Regions from separate parts of the Mus musculus genome. Here region 1 is linked to region 2. A link is a contact called in public HiChIP or PLAC-seq data. All regions are on one chromosome and are shown on one strand. Each heading gives the region's core, a stretch centred on a gene start, on an enhancer-like site or on the middle of the called end of the contact. The rest is flanking DNA. Distances are from core to core; before and after follow the strand shown. Region 1 overlaps Usp9x (ubiquitin specific peptidase 9, X chromosome). Region 2 holds the start of AA414768 (expressed sequence AA414768).

The links. HiChIP or PLAC-seq counts read pairs in DNA pulled down with a chosen protein or histone mark.
Region 1: a contact with region 2 is called in an H3K27ac HiChIP or PLAC-seq map of embryonic stem cells, with 5 read pairs. The contact joins the enhancer-like site here to the promoter of AA414768 in region 2. A contact is called at or near these places in 1 of 484 Hi-C or Micro-C datasets (embryonic stem cells), 9 of 115 datasets of contacts at active chromatin or transcription factors (the 230-238 cell line, embryonic stem cells and large pre-B cells) and 1 of 9 other capture datasets (pancreatic islet).

What each region holds. Positions count from the first base shown.
Region 1 is chrX:13,109,881-13,116,830 of GRCm38.p6, reverse strand. Usp9x (ubiquitin specific peptidase 9, X chromosome) reads right to left here. Exons shown (of 45, transcript NM_009481.2): 10 at 6,603-6,755; 11 at 5,635-5,739; 12 at 3,065-3,271; 13 at 2,187-2,323; 14 at 74-207. Among named protein-coding and RNA genes, the nearest start is that of Usp9x, 42 kb to the right of the region's middle. Within about 2 kb of position 2,015, at least 1 of the 459 cell types and tissues checked has an H3K27ac peak or open chromatin away from gene starts, as enhancers often do. A contact at or near this core is called in embryonic stem cells, where this site is marked.
Region 2 is chrX:12,935,605-12,942,345 of GRCm38.p6, reverse strand. It overlaps AA414768 (expressed sequence AA414768), which reads right to left and starts at 5,473. Exons shown (of 1, transcript NM_001272033.1): 1 at 3,805-5,473. The coding sequence starts at 5,381. The coding sequence ends at 4,218.

The DNA.
Region 1 (6,950 bases), core at 766-3,265, 180 kb before region 2:
TATAATTGTTACTCCTAATAGAAAATGGCAATCACTGTTATTTCTCACAGTTCAATTATCTTACAATACATACCTCTGCCATACATTCTCATGCTTTCCATGTAAGTTGCAAGGTTTTCTGCTACCAAAGTAACTAGGGCATGATTGTGCTGAAGTTGATTGATTAAGTCATGGCGATAAAATACATGGGGACTTCGCTGACTTTGACTGAAACGAGAAGAGCTTAACAATATAATTAGGCAATTAAACTCTTGCAATCAACTGTTTATCACCACTAAATTATTAGCTACTAATTAAAAACTCAAAAGCCAGCTTTACTCATTTACTTCCTTAATGACATTAAGCAACTTAAAAGAAATTAGTGTTAAAAATTAAAAATGGTATTACTTGAAAAGCAAGAATCAGTTGTATCTATTATAATATGGCAGTAGCAAAGCATTTTTATAAGAATACATGACTTTTTGAAAATTCCAAAAATCCAAACTTCTTTGTAGAACCAGCATTGCCAATTGCTGGCCAATGTTTTTTACTTTTTAATTATTAGTATTATTAGAAGCCAAACAGATGGCTTAGCAGGAAAAGGCACTTGCTGCCAGCTTGAAAACCTGAGCTTGATCCCCATTATTTTCATTTTTGAAGGTGAGAACATGTTGTTCTCTGACTGCCATACAAAAACGAGTTCCTACCCCCCAAAAGTAAAAAAAAAAAAAAAGTAATAATATTTTAAAAACTACTAGCTGTTTAAGTTATTCCCTGGGAACATTTGGTTTGCAGCCAAGTTGTTCTTGTCACACAACAAATTTCACAGTCAACTTTCATAGATAGTACAACTTTCATATTCTAGTATAGACAAGGTCATTAATTTCTAGGAGTTGCTGAATACTATGTCTACCTGAGAGTTAATAAATTTCAGAAAGGTTAAGTGGCATATGTACCCTGGGCCAAACATACTCAAAATACATTACTTTGACAAACATTACCTTTTCCTCCACCTGCATCTATTATACAAGGAAACCATGATTATTTAAAGAATACTCCCGAGATTATATGATTTCATTGTTCACACTTCATTTATGAATATTAGTTCCACTACACTCAAGCTTTCTTTCATGCCACATAATTTTTCCTTTCTATGTCAACCATTCTAACTCATGCCCAGAAAATAAGAGGACAAATTGTACTTATAAACAGATTTTGGAACCTTAAAATAGTACATTTTTTTTTAATCCATTAACTCGCTTTCTTTCTTCTTTTAAAAATATTTATTTTTATTACACGTGTGTCTGTGCACCATGTATATTCAGTACATACTGAGGCCAGAAGAGGGCATGGGATCTCCTAAAAATTGAATTACAAATAGTTGTGATCTGAAGTTTAGTCCTCTGGAAGACTACCTAGAATTCTTAAGCATTGTACCATTTTTTCAACACCTAAGTTTTTTGTTATTTATTTTTCATTTTTGGAGTTTCTTTGTTTTTGTTTTTTTCCATTTGAGATAGGGTTTCACTCTGTAGTCGTGGCTGGCCTAGACCTAATTGTGTAAACCAGGTTGATCTGGAAACCACAAAAATCTATCTACCTCTGATTCCAAAATGCTTAGATTAAGGGTGTGTACCACCATCGCTGGCCTAAAGTATACTTAAGAAATATTTAAAAAATTCAGGGGCTAGAGAGATGGCTCAGCAGTTAAGAGCACTGACTGCTCTTCTGAAAGTCCCGAGTTCAAATCCCAGCAACCACATGGTGGCTCACAACCATCTGTAATGAAATCTGATGTCCTCTTCTCTTACATATAATAAATAAAATAAATCTTAAAAAATTAAAAAATCCAGTGTTCTATCATTCCATCTACTATCATTTAAATCTCCATGCAATTTAATCTTCTAAACTAACTTTAAAAATTAAAAAAACAATCTTTTTTTTTTGGTGTGAAAACTACCATGTGACACAGCATCAAACAGCAAGATCACTTAGATTTTAGTACTGATCACTTAATCATGGCTTACTTTCCATATCAATGAAACAAAGGATGTAGGAATGACAAAAGATTCTTTTGTTCCAAAAGGAGCCCTTTTCTTCTTAGTTTCCTGGCACTTCATTAACTTTCTTTAAAATTTTCTTTTACAAATTGAAATTAACAAACCATAAATAAAAATATTTAAACTGTCTAGTTTTAAAAGTCTTACCTCAAATTTTGAGGTGCTTCACCAAACAAACTACAAATTTCTCTAATTTGTTTCAGTGCAGGAATGACCCATTTGTCATTTGTGCGAAGTTCTTCTATGAAGCGATCAATCCACTGGATCTTTTGGGTGTCCCGGTCCTTAAACAATTTCAGTGTTTTATTATATAGATCAATACTCGGGAAAATTCTAAGTCACAGTATTTAAAGATAAATGTATAAGGAAATTAAGCTAAATTCCAATAATCCATGGAATTATAAAGTCGGTTTTTCTTATAAGATTAACATGATAAATATAAAATATACTGTAACTCTAAGAGTTTAATTTTTTTAAAGTGCTCTAGGTATATCTTAACTTCATATTTACTACCAAACTCTAAAAAGTAAAATCCTAAAATTTATCACATACATTCAGTAAAGTTTGATTATAATTTACTAGGTTTGAGATTTGTTTTAACTTAAAAAGATTCTATCTCATAATAAAATCATGCATTAACATGCTAATGCAACACCCTGACATTAGAATCTACTACCTAGAAAATTCTAATTATTCTTTATCTTTTATGAGCAAAGAAAATATTTATTTCCAAAGTTTCTAACTCAGCCTTAATATTTTATGATCTATTTGATTCCTTTACCATACATTTGACAACATTATCACTAAATGGCCTATTGTTTGTACCTCCTCTTCCAGAGACTCAGATGGATCTTAAAACATTATTGTAGAGACCTAAGAAAGGCAGGCTTAAATAAACATCAATTCTTAAAATCATTAAAAAGATAATGCTAAAATAACCTAAAATTATCCTGTACTTTAGCCATACTACCTAGTACTGTAGGGGCACAAAAGTAATACAACCAAGCCAAACACCACCTCCTTACCTGGGAGCAACTATAATCTAGTATTTTGATGTGAGCACTGAGAGCCAAATCCATGATATCTACAGGCACATCATCACTGTGAGCTAGATTCCACAGAAGGTTCAATACTTTATGTGCCATCACACCATCTTTATCATCTTCTGCAAGACGACGAATCAGCTCAAGGAGCTTTTCACGTTGCTTTTTACTTGCATTTGTCCAACTGGCCTAGAAAGATATTTAAATGAAATGAAAACCCTTATTTCATTTTCTCCTCTTCATTTTTAAGGTAGTGTGGTAGATCTCTCGAGTTTGAGGGCGACCTGGTATACACAGTGAGTTCCAAGCAGCCAAGGATATACAGTGAGATGCTCCCCAACTATAAAAAAGTGCTTGCTATTTAGCAAGCTCTTGATAATCCAAAGGGGGAATCAATTAATCATTAAGGAACTAATTATTAAGGAAGTATCAAGAGATTATCCTGGGAGAAAGAAGACCCAAATGATGTAATGACTGTTTTATACTTTTTCCTTTTTCAAGTCTGTCACTGGTCATACTTCACCACTATTTCAGGAGTCACCTCAACATGAAGGATGAATGACTATTAACTTAAGGGCATTCACAATAACTGCTTACTACAGCTGTCTTTATGGGGAAAAGTTTATCTTTGCATGTGTGAAATGTGTATGATGTATTTAAAAATGCAGAAAACATTCATTAATTTGTTCCCTTCAAAGAAGTAAAAATTTCAACAAGATATCTGATTTATAACTTTTAATGTGTTAAAACTGATCAGAGGGCAGAGGCAGGCGGATTTCTGAGTTCGAGGCCAGCCTGGTCTACAAAGTGAGTTCCAGGACAGCCAGGACTACACAGAGAAACCCTGTCTCAAAAAAACAAAAAACAAACAAACAAAAAAAACCAAACCAAACTAACAACAACAAAAAAACTGATCAGAGAAACTTAATGAAAATATTGACTTTTAGGCTTTATACCTAGTGACTGACTCTATATGCCTGGGGTAGAGGTCATTTTTCCCCCTACTGTGAAATATAAAATGGAAGATGTAAAGTGATTTCATTTTAAGAGTACCCAGTGTAGGTATGTATGTAAGCAGTATGTAAGCACTACCTACATTAAAAACCAATTGTACTGGCTGGTTTTGTGTGTCAACTTGACACAGCTGGAGTTATCACTGAGAAAGGAGCTTCAGTTGAGGAAATGCCTCCATGAGATCCAGTTGCAAGGCATTTTCTCAATTAGTGATCAAGGGGGAAAGACCCCTTGTGGGAGGGACCAGCTCTGGGCTGGTAGTCTTGGTTCTATAAGAGAGCAGGCTGAGCAAGCCAGAGGAAGCAAGCCAGTAAGCAACATCCCTCCCATGGCCTCTGCATCAGCTCCTGCTTCCTTGGTGATGAACAGCAATGTGGAAGTGTAAGCTGAATAAACCCTTTCCTCCCCAACTTGCTTCTTGGTCATGTTTGTGCAGGAATAGAAACCCTGACTAAGACATGTGGCATATACTAAGACAAATTGGTCTTATGTGGTGAATAGAATCTCAAGAGCCATCTGGGACTATTTCTGAAGTTTATGTTAATTTAATCAAGATACAGAAATTACTACATAGTTTCAGCCCTTTTTCAGTATTCTGACAATGAAATTCATCCATGCTGCTTCCAGTTTGCTTATTCCCATTCCCATGAAGTATTCCATTATATGAACATCCATTATCTATCCTCTCTATAGAGAGATTTGTAGCTATTACAAACCACTTCAGTTCACTTGTTTTTGGACATGCAAGCTGGTGCATATATGCAAGAATCTTTTGGTGTTTGGGACTGATTGAGAGCCTTGTTATGCTAAGCAAGCATTCTACTGCTGAGCTATACTGATATTCCCAGAATATTGTATTTAATCAGGGACACAATATAACCTTCCAGAGTGTTATGGCAACTTATGTTCCCAGTCAGAATCACTATTTTCAGGAGTAATACTTAGTGACTAATGATGTAATGCCAATAGTTAAAAGGCCCTCCCTTCCTAAGCACTCTTATAATGTCATGTTCTTAATTCACAAATTCACTAACCAATTAACCATGCACTGAATGTCAGTAACTGATGAGACTGTTAACACTATATAAAAGAACATGACAGAATCAATGTGAGTATGACTGTATGGTCTGGCACTGCCTTGTAAATTAAGTTATGCTTTACCTGAGTATATATCCTCAGAATACCATTGTACTGATATTTCTTTTATTGCCACCTCTTATGTTTCTCACAATCTTCCTTTCCTACTTTTCTATACTTCAACCTACTTCCAAAAGAGACTGGGAAAAGATATTCAAAACAATAACCTGAATTTTGAACAAGAGTCTTTATTAGGGCTATTAGCACTATCATGAAAATGAAAATCAAGTTTGTAGAAAGAAAACACTGGCAAAGTCTTTCAAACTAGATAAAGTCCTTTCATATCAGAAATTGTCTTACGAGTTTTTTAAGTATTTGTGGGTTAATAACAACTTGTAGTTCTAATGAATCAATTCTATCTAAATATAAAATGGTAATAACAATGCTGCGTTAATAATTACCTTAAAGCAATCAAAAAGATGATCAAGTTGTTCAGGAGAAAAATCCCATGCCAATTTGGCCAGTAGATCATGTACATTCTTTACAATGGCTTCATGTTTCCCTGCCTATTAATAAATAAAAACAAAGGTCACATAGACACTAAACTGTGAACAATAGAAACATCATCTATACTGACTGCTAATGACCATCAGGAAATTATCACCATTTAATCACCACATAATTAAAAAGATTTAATCTCTATGTAAAATTCTTAACTATTGCTTCTTGCTAAAATCTGACAATTTCATTTCTGCATATGCATAGTTAACATGTACTTTAGGAAATATTAAATTTTAATTAGTTTATCGAATATACTAATACTTTCATTGTTATTACTTTTTTCCCCAAACTGGAACTAAATACTCAAAAACAAAGCTATTTTCTATATCTCTATAAAATAAACAAAAACAACAACAAGAAAAAAGCAAAAAACCAAAGCTTTGTAAATTAGAATTCAACAATGTTTATGTAGTTTGTGGCTTTTAAAACCTTTTCAGAAAGGTTGCTAATCCTTCTGAAAAGTTTTAAGTGTTTTGGAATTGAGTGAGTGAACTATACTGAGGAGTTGCTAAGTCTATTAAGAGGTCAATGATAGATGTATATTTATTTTCCCAACAAATATTACTTTATTTTGTGGTACTAAGGCAAATACAGTGTACCACTGAGCTGTTTGTATCCTTGATTTCTCGGTCAGAAGCTTGCGCTCGCTTTGAAGCCTAAGTTACCTTCCGATACATGATTCTCCTACTTGTACACTTTCATCTGCTGAGATTGCAGATATACACAACCACACCTAGTTTCCCTTATTTTTTGCCTCTTTAACTTTTGCCAAATATGAACTGTTAAGTATTCAAGCATTATTGACAATTTCAGGAAGTTTCTAGAAGAATTTCTTCCAGAAGCATTTAAGAGGTTTCAAGAGCCTTACCTGTGCTGCCCAGATATTATCAAGATCTTGCAAGGTCAGAGCTTTTTCTTTTATGACAAAGCGAAGAATCTTTTCTAGTTTCTCTACATACTGTGGTTGATGAAGGCTATCTCGTAAAACTATGGATAAAATATTGTTCTGCTGTATCCATTCCTAAAGGTAATTTAAAAACCAGGTTTCAAAACAAAATAAAACACGAAGACCTTTTTAAAGTACTAAAATATAATTTAAAGAATACATAGAAAGCCAAAAGCATATGTACAAGATAATATGCAAGAATGCATTGTATTCATAAAAATTGCTTAAAAAAATTTATAGTAAGCTCTTTTCTCCTGAAATGGCATTTTG
Region 2 (6,741 bases), core at 4,224-6,723:
TGGTTTTTTTGAGACAGGGTTTCTCTGTATAGCCCTGGCTGTCCTGGAACTCACTCTGTAGACCAGGCTGTCCTCAAACTCAGAAATCTGCCTGCCTCTGCCTCCCGAGTGCTGGGATTAAAGGCGTGCGCCACCACGCCTGGCCAGGTTCTGTCTTAACGGTGCCTGGGAGGGAACATCCAGTTTCAGACAGAACCTCTTGTTCCAGACACAACACTTTCTCAATGTGGATAGAATCCACTTTGGCTTAGCTACCACACATGTTCTTGCATCCTTTTCAATATATTTGTGTGTGTGTGTGTGTGTGTGTGTGTGTGTGTGTGTGTGTGTGTGCGTGTGTGCGTGTGTCCGTGTTGAGGCAAGATAGTCTGGAATTCACTGTGTAGCCCAAGCTGACACGGAACTGTTGACCCACCTGTCTCAGGCTCCCTAAAGCTGGTATTACCAGTGTGTGCAATAATGCCCTGTCCTAGTCTTATAGTGAAATAAACTCTTCAGAAAGAGAGAGAGAGACAGAGATCGAGAGAGACAGACACAGAGACACAGAGTGTGATAGAGAGAGAGACAGACAGACAGACTGTGGCTTGCATAGAACTCACTATGTGGCCCAAAGCTGGCCTCAGCCTCACAGAGATCCATCTGCCTTTGTCTTCTGAGTGCTAGATTTAAAGGTGTGCTCTACCATTCGCACCTTAAAGCAGTTTTCAACTCTGTTAGCTAGCTATCCAGAAGAAAGGTCATCTTCCATCTGACAAGTCAGCTGTAAAAATGTCAGTCTGTATGGCTTTCAGCCTTCATCCCAGCCACTCTTGCCCCAAATCTTCTGCAGCCATGGAAGTGAGGGACAGTGGCTCTAATTTCAAGGAATTTGTGATTCAGCTGCAGGGACTAAAGGTAGCAAATTGTCTCAGCAGGTAATGCCACCACTGTTTGCTTCAACCCTTTGTTTTTGAAAGAAAAGATTTGTGCCTTAGATGGTGCTCATGCCTTTGATCCCAGCTCTTGGGAGTCAAAGGCAGGCTGTGAACTCTGTGAATCCCAGGCCAGCCTGGTCTACATAGTGAGTTCCAGGACAGCCAGGGCTACACACAGAAAAACTCTGATTCCAATTCCCCACACCCAGCAAATAATAATAATAATAATAATAATAATAATAAATTGGTGGCAAGCCAGGCGTGGTAGCATATACCTTTAATTTCAGCATCTTGGAGGCAGAGGCAGAGGCAGAGGCAGAGGCAGAGGCAGAGGCAGAGGCAGAGGCAGAGGCAGAGGCAGAGGCAGAGGCAGAGGCAGAGGCAGAGGCAGAGGCAGACAGATCTTTGTGAATTTGAGGCCAAGCTTGTCTAGAGAGTTCCAGACCTGCTAAGACCCTGTGTCAAAAGTGGGGGGGGGGGGGGGCAGGTAAGGATCTTTAATCCCGTATTTGGAAGCCATAAGACATGTGGATTTCCATGTGTTTGAGGCCAACCTGGCCTTCCTAGCAAGTTCCTGAAAGTACATTATCTGAGTTTTTATTCTTATTATTTAAATGTATGGTACAGTATTAATAACTATCTTTAATGGGAGGCACAGAGAAGTGGATCTTTGAGTTCAAGGCCAACTTGATCTACAGAGCAAGAGTTCCAGGACAGCCAGGGTTACATAGAGAAACCCTGTCTCTAAAAAGTCTAATAATAATAACAGCAACAACAGCTGTCTTTAAACTATTTCATTTTTATTTGTAACTGTGTGTATGCATGTGTGTCTCAGTGTGGATTTGTGAATGCAGTGCTCAGAGGTCAGAGGCACAGGGTGGCCAGCAGTTGTGGGCTGCCTGTGGTGGATGCTAGGAGCAAGCTCAAGTCCTCTGCAAGAGCAGGACAATGCTCTTAACTGCTGAGCCAGCTCTCTAGCCCCAGTCGTTTTCATGATTGTTTGTACATTCGATTCAGTTTTATAAAGCTTACCATGTACTACTCAATACATCTTCGATGACAAAGGGAACTAAAGCTATCAATGTTCAGATATCAATTAGGGTGTGGCAGAATTCGGTAGTGTGTTCAAGATTTGGCTATCGGCTCGAGGAACTTGAATGGTTAGGGAATTGTAACGCTTTAGATGATTCTGCCTTGTCACAGTTTACCAGAACTGGCCAAAATGCTGTGTAAATGTAACCAAGTGAGGGAGAATGCCAGAAAAATGAAATGGGGTGCGGGGGGGGGGTGTGGGGGTCCTGGTGGGACTGAAACCTAGGGACTTGTGAATGCTACGCACTGGTTATACCACTGAGCTACGTTCCTAGTTCCCCCTATACACATGCCCCTTTTCACTTCTAATTCTTACTCTTTTTAAAAATTATTTTTTCTTTTGTCTTGTTTACAACTTTTAATTTTGAGATGGTATCTTAACCCGGGCTGAATGGTAACAATTGCTCAGGCAGGCCTTGAACTATCAAGCCTCCTGCCTCAAGATCCTGAGTAATTGGGATTACAAATCTGGGCCACTAGGCCTGGCCCACAAATCGTGATTGCCTGCCCTTGTAACCAAAATAGAATTTTAAAAATTTGAACATATACAATAATGCACAAGAGCCATGTCTCTTGGGTATGGTTAATGTAGTTGATATGTGAATGTTAAAGCAGTTGTAGGGGAGGGGAATGGTGCCCTGGGTAAAGTGCTTGCTGCATAAGTCCCAGGACCTGCGTGTACATCTCCAGTACCCACACGAGAAGCTGGATGTCCTGGCACTTGCCTGTAATCCCAGAGCTTTGAAGTTGTAACTGGGAAGCTCTATAATCCAAGAACTGGGACTCACTGGCTAGCCAAGCCTAGACCACTGGTGATCTCCAGGTTCCATGAATGATTCTGTCTCAAAAATAACAAAGTAGAGGGGCTGGAGAGATGGCTCAGCCATTAAATGCATACTAGTCTTGCAGAAGACCCAAATTTGGTTTGATGCCTTCCAGCCCCTGAAGACATCTGCACTCGAGTGCATATACCCCACTCCACACACATTCATATACACGATTAAATCCAACCATTACCAACTTAAGGGGACACAACTGGGTGAGGTAAGAAAATGGAAAGTACACTGATTCACACCCTATAAAGTCACACCCTATAAAGGAGTTGACACATACAAAGTTCCTATTAGTTCTTTGATGCACAGTCATTCATTGTTATGACAGTAGAAAAAAAAATAGAAGTCTCCAAATTAAGTACTCGTGGAACTTAAATATGTAACTTCTGCTGAGCAATTCATAAAGTTTATCAGTCTACAACAAATTGCAGCATCCGGTTAGTAAAATGGAAAGGAAGAATGGCAGTGTTTCACAACTAACCCAAAGCTATAGACTGTGGCTCTGCTTCATAAAAAATATCGAACCAACAAGAAACAAACTCATCAGTACCTGGGACATAGAGGCAGAAGGATCCAGAGCTCCTGGCCAACCTCGGGTAACTGAAACCCTGTCTCAAAGAAGGGGCAGAGGAAGCGGAGAAAGAGTTTGCTAAGCACGACCAGTGCAAATGAGTGCTAACAAGCCTTGATTGCTTTGCCCAAGTACAGTATAACTCAGTTTCAAGAGTCCAGCCTTAGGAAATAGTTCATAGCATAAATCTGGCCATAAAAATGTTATTAATTCATGAGCAAAGTTCTTATCATTATTTAGGCAATCAAATGGCTTTACACCCTAAAAGACTGTAGTTGAGAAGACATAACCATTCAACTGGGAACGCAACTCAATGGGATAGGTCGTGTAGCACGCAGGAGGCCCTGGGTTCCATCCGCAGCATCACACAAACAACACACAGAGACCAAAAAACTCTTTTAAGCCAGGATTGGACACTGGCAAAACTTTTATTGGCACTAAATGGAACAAATGTTTGTAAATACTCATTATCCCCCCTCCCCCAATAGCCCAATAAACAAAAATTATAAAGTCACAACTGACTGGCCTACTTAACACATTTCACGGAATCAAGGAAAACAGATGATGACAAAAAAATGGACACTATGATTATTTATCAGGGAAAACCACAGTAAAGGCTCACAGTTCAGCCCAAGACCCCCACAGTAAGCAAAATGAAAAGGTTGGGACTTCTACTGGTGGTCAGTTGACAGTTTATCCACTAAAACACCAATTAGCTAATATCTTCCGCACTACTGTTACAAAGATATGCAAAGCTTGTTTGTGTCTTTAAAGCTACCTTGTTCCAAATACACCACAGTCTACTATTTACCCATCTTCCTTTGGAGGAGTGAACCAGCCCTTTTTCTCATGCATCTGCACGACGGAGTCATAGGACTGTTGGGCTGTTTCTAGATTATATTGATTCTTATCTGCTCCAAAGCGCACCCTGGCCTTGCCTTTGACTAAGGTGGCATTGATCTGCATGATGACTGATTCAATGGAGTAGGCGCTGCTCCAGCCCTGTTTGGTGAGCAGTTCCATACACAACGCCCCTCCACCCAAAACATACCCTCCAGAGAGAATAGGCAACTCGACGCGAACAAATGGAGGATCAAACGGAAAGTTATCTTTGAAAGAGAAGTTAAGCAAAATATAGTCAATGCCTTCTTTTTCATTCAAGAGCTGAAGGTCACCGTACAAGGGACTATCGGGGTCAACCTTCCTCAGTTTAACGTGCCAGTCATATAAGCTGTCGTTTATCAGTTCCACGGAATAAGTCCCCGATTTGTAGCTCTGCGATCTGTATATATCTCTGAGTTCTTTCATAAGTCTGTTTGAAGCATGCACCGAGCCAGACACGGTACCATTCAAATGCTCTTGCCTTTGGCTCTTCTTGATATTCTCTAATATTGCCAAATGCTCTTTCTCAAGCCCTTCATCCTCTGACTTTTTCTCGCTACTAGCCTCTTCTTCTTCTTCTTCTTCTCCTCCTCCTCCTCCTCCTCCTCCTCCTCCTTCTTTCAGCTCATAATGGTCCAAGTCTTCCACCCCGTCAGCTGCATCTTCACCTTCATCTTCTGAAGGCACCTCTTCGATGGTCGCCTTCTGAGCCATGGGGACCGGCTGGTCCAGCATCTCCATATCCAGGTGCTCAGGCAGGTTATATAAGCTGCAGAGTTCACAGATCAGCCACTTGAGCTGCTGACGAAGCGAACTGTTGGGCTTCGAATCTTCCAGTCGTTCCAGGATCGATGTGAGATCTGGATCGTCAGAGTCCACGAACCATATCGGCGGCGAAGATGGGTAGGACTCGGTGATGGAGCAGTGCAGGGTGAGCGGCGGCGAGGGCGGGCTGCCCGCGGGCGCCGGCGGCACCAGGAACTGACACTGCAGCTCATCCAGCTGCCAGCTCACGATGCGCAGCCGCTCGTGGTCCTGGTCGAAGATGGACGCTAGGAACTCCAGCTCGGCCTTAAGCCCCGACGACATCCTTCCTTTTGGGTCCTCTGAGACGAGTGTGGAAGCAAAGAGGCCCCGCGAGACGCCTGCTGGGCTGCCACCGCCCCTGGGGCCGCCGGGCCGGGCTCCTGCGGCTCCGCCTCTGCCCGCCTCCGCGACCCGCAGAGCGTGGCCGCCTCAGTCATAAGTCTAAGCACTGTGTCGCACAATGATCTACAGGGCCTTTTCATCTTGCATAACGGAACCTTTTGTTCTTTTTTTTTTTTAATTTTGTTTTGAAACATAGTCTTGAATAATGGGGGCTGGTCTTGAACTCTGTGTAGCCAAAGATGGCCTTGAACGCCTGAACCTCCAGCCTCTACCTCCCTCCTCACCCAGTGCTGATTTCACAGCGCCACCACACCCAGTTTATGGCCTCCTGGGAAAGGAAGCCAAGGCCACAAGCATTCTAGGCGTGCAAGCTATGGCCCCAAGCTGATTTTAAAAGAAATGTGAACTTCTGATATTTCTACCCTCACCTCCTGGATGGTGGGAACTACAGGAATGCACCACCACAGCTAGTTTGTGTAGTGCTAAAGGCTAAAGATGGAACCCAGGGCTTGGAGCATGTAGGCAAGCATTCTACAACCTGAGCTACATTCCCGGTCGGTTGTTTTCTCGATTCATTTCAACAGTCATTTTAGTTGCTTCCATATCGTGGCTATCTTGAATACTGCTACAGTGAACATGGGTCACTGATTTCAGAGCTGAAAGATGGCTCAGCAAATAAGTATCACTCGATGCTCAAGCATGAGAAGTTCAAATCTTCAGCGCTTGTATAAAAAGCGTGGCCTAGCCTAAGGCATGCCTGTAATCCCAGTGCTGTATGAGAGGCAGACTGGGAGGTTATCTTGCACATACAAAACACAGACACTGAGTTGGGGAGATAGAGAGGAGAGAGTGTGTGAGTGAGTAAGTGAGTGGGGGGGGGGGGGAGACAGACAGACAGACAGACAGAGAGTGAGGAGAAAGAGAGGAGAGAGCTCCTGCTTTTGCTTCTAATAAGCACAAGCAGGCTTGGTGGACTCAGAAGGCTTTAGGTTGTGCATAGATTTGTTTGGTTTTCAAGACATTGTTTCTCTGTGTAGCCTTGGCTGTCCTGGAACTCACACTGTAGACCAGGCTGGCCTCGAACTCAGAAATCCTCCTGCCTCTGCCTCCCAAGTGCTGGGATTAAAGGTGTGCACCACCACTGCCTGGCCTGTACATAGATTTTTTTAAAGGAAACTTCACAGCTACTTCCAGCCCAGCAAGGGCCCAATTTCTCCACATCTTTGTTATCACTAGTCATTTTTTTCTTTTATTATTTACTTATTTATTTTTATCATGCCCCCGGTGAGGTGTGACAAGA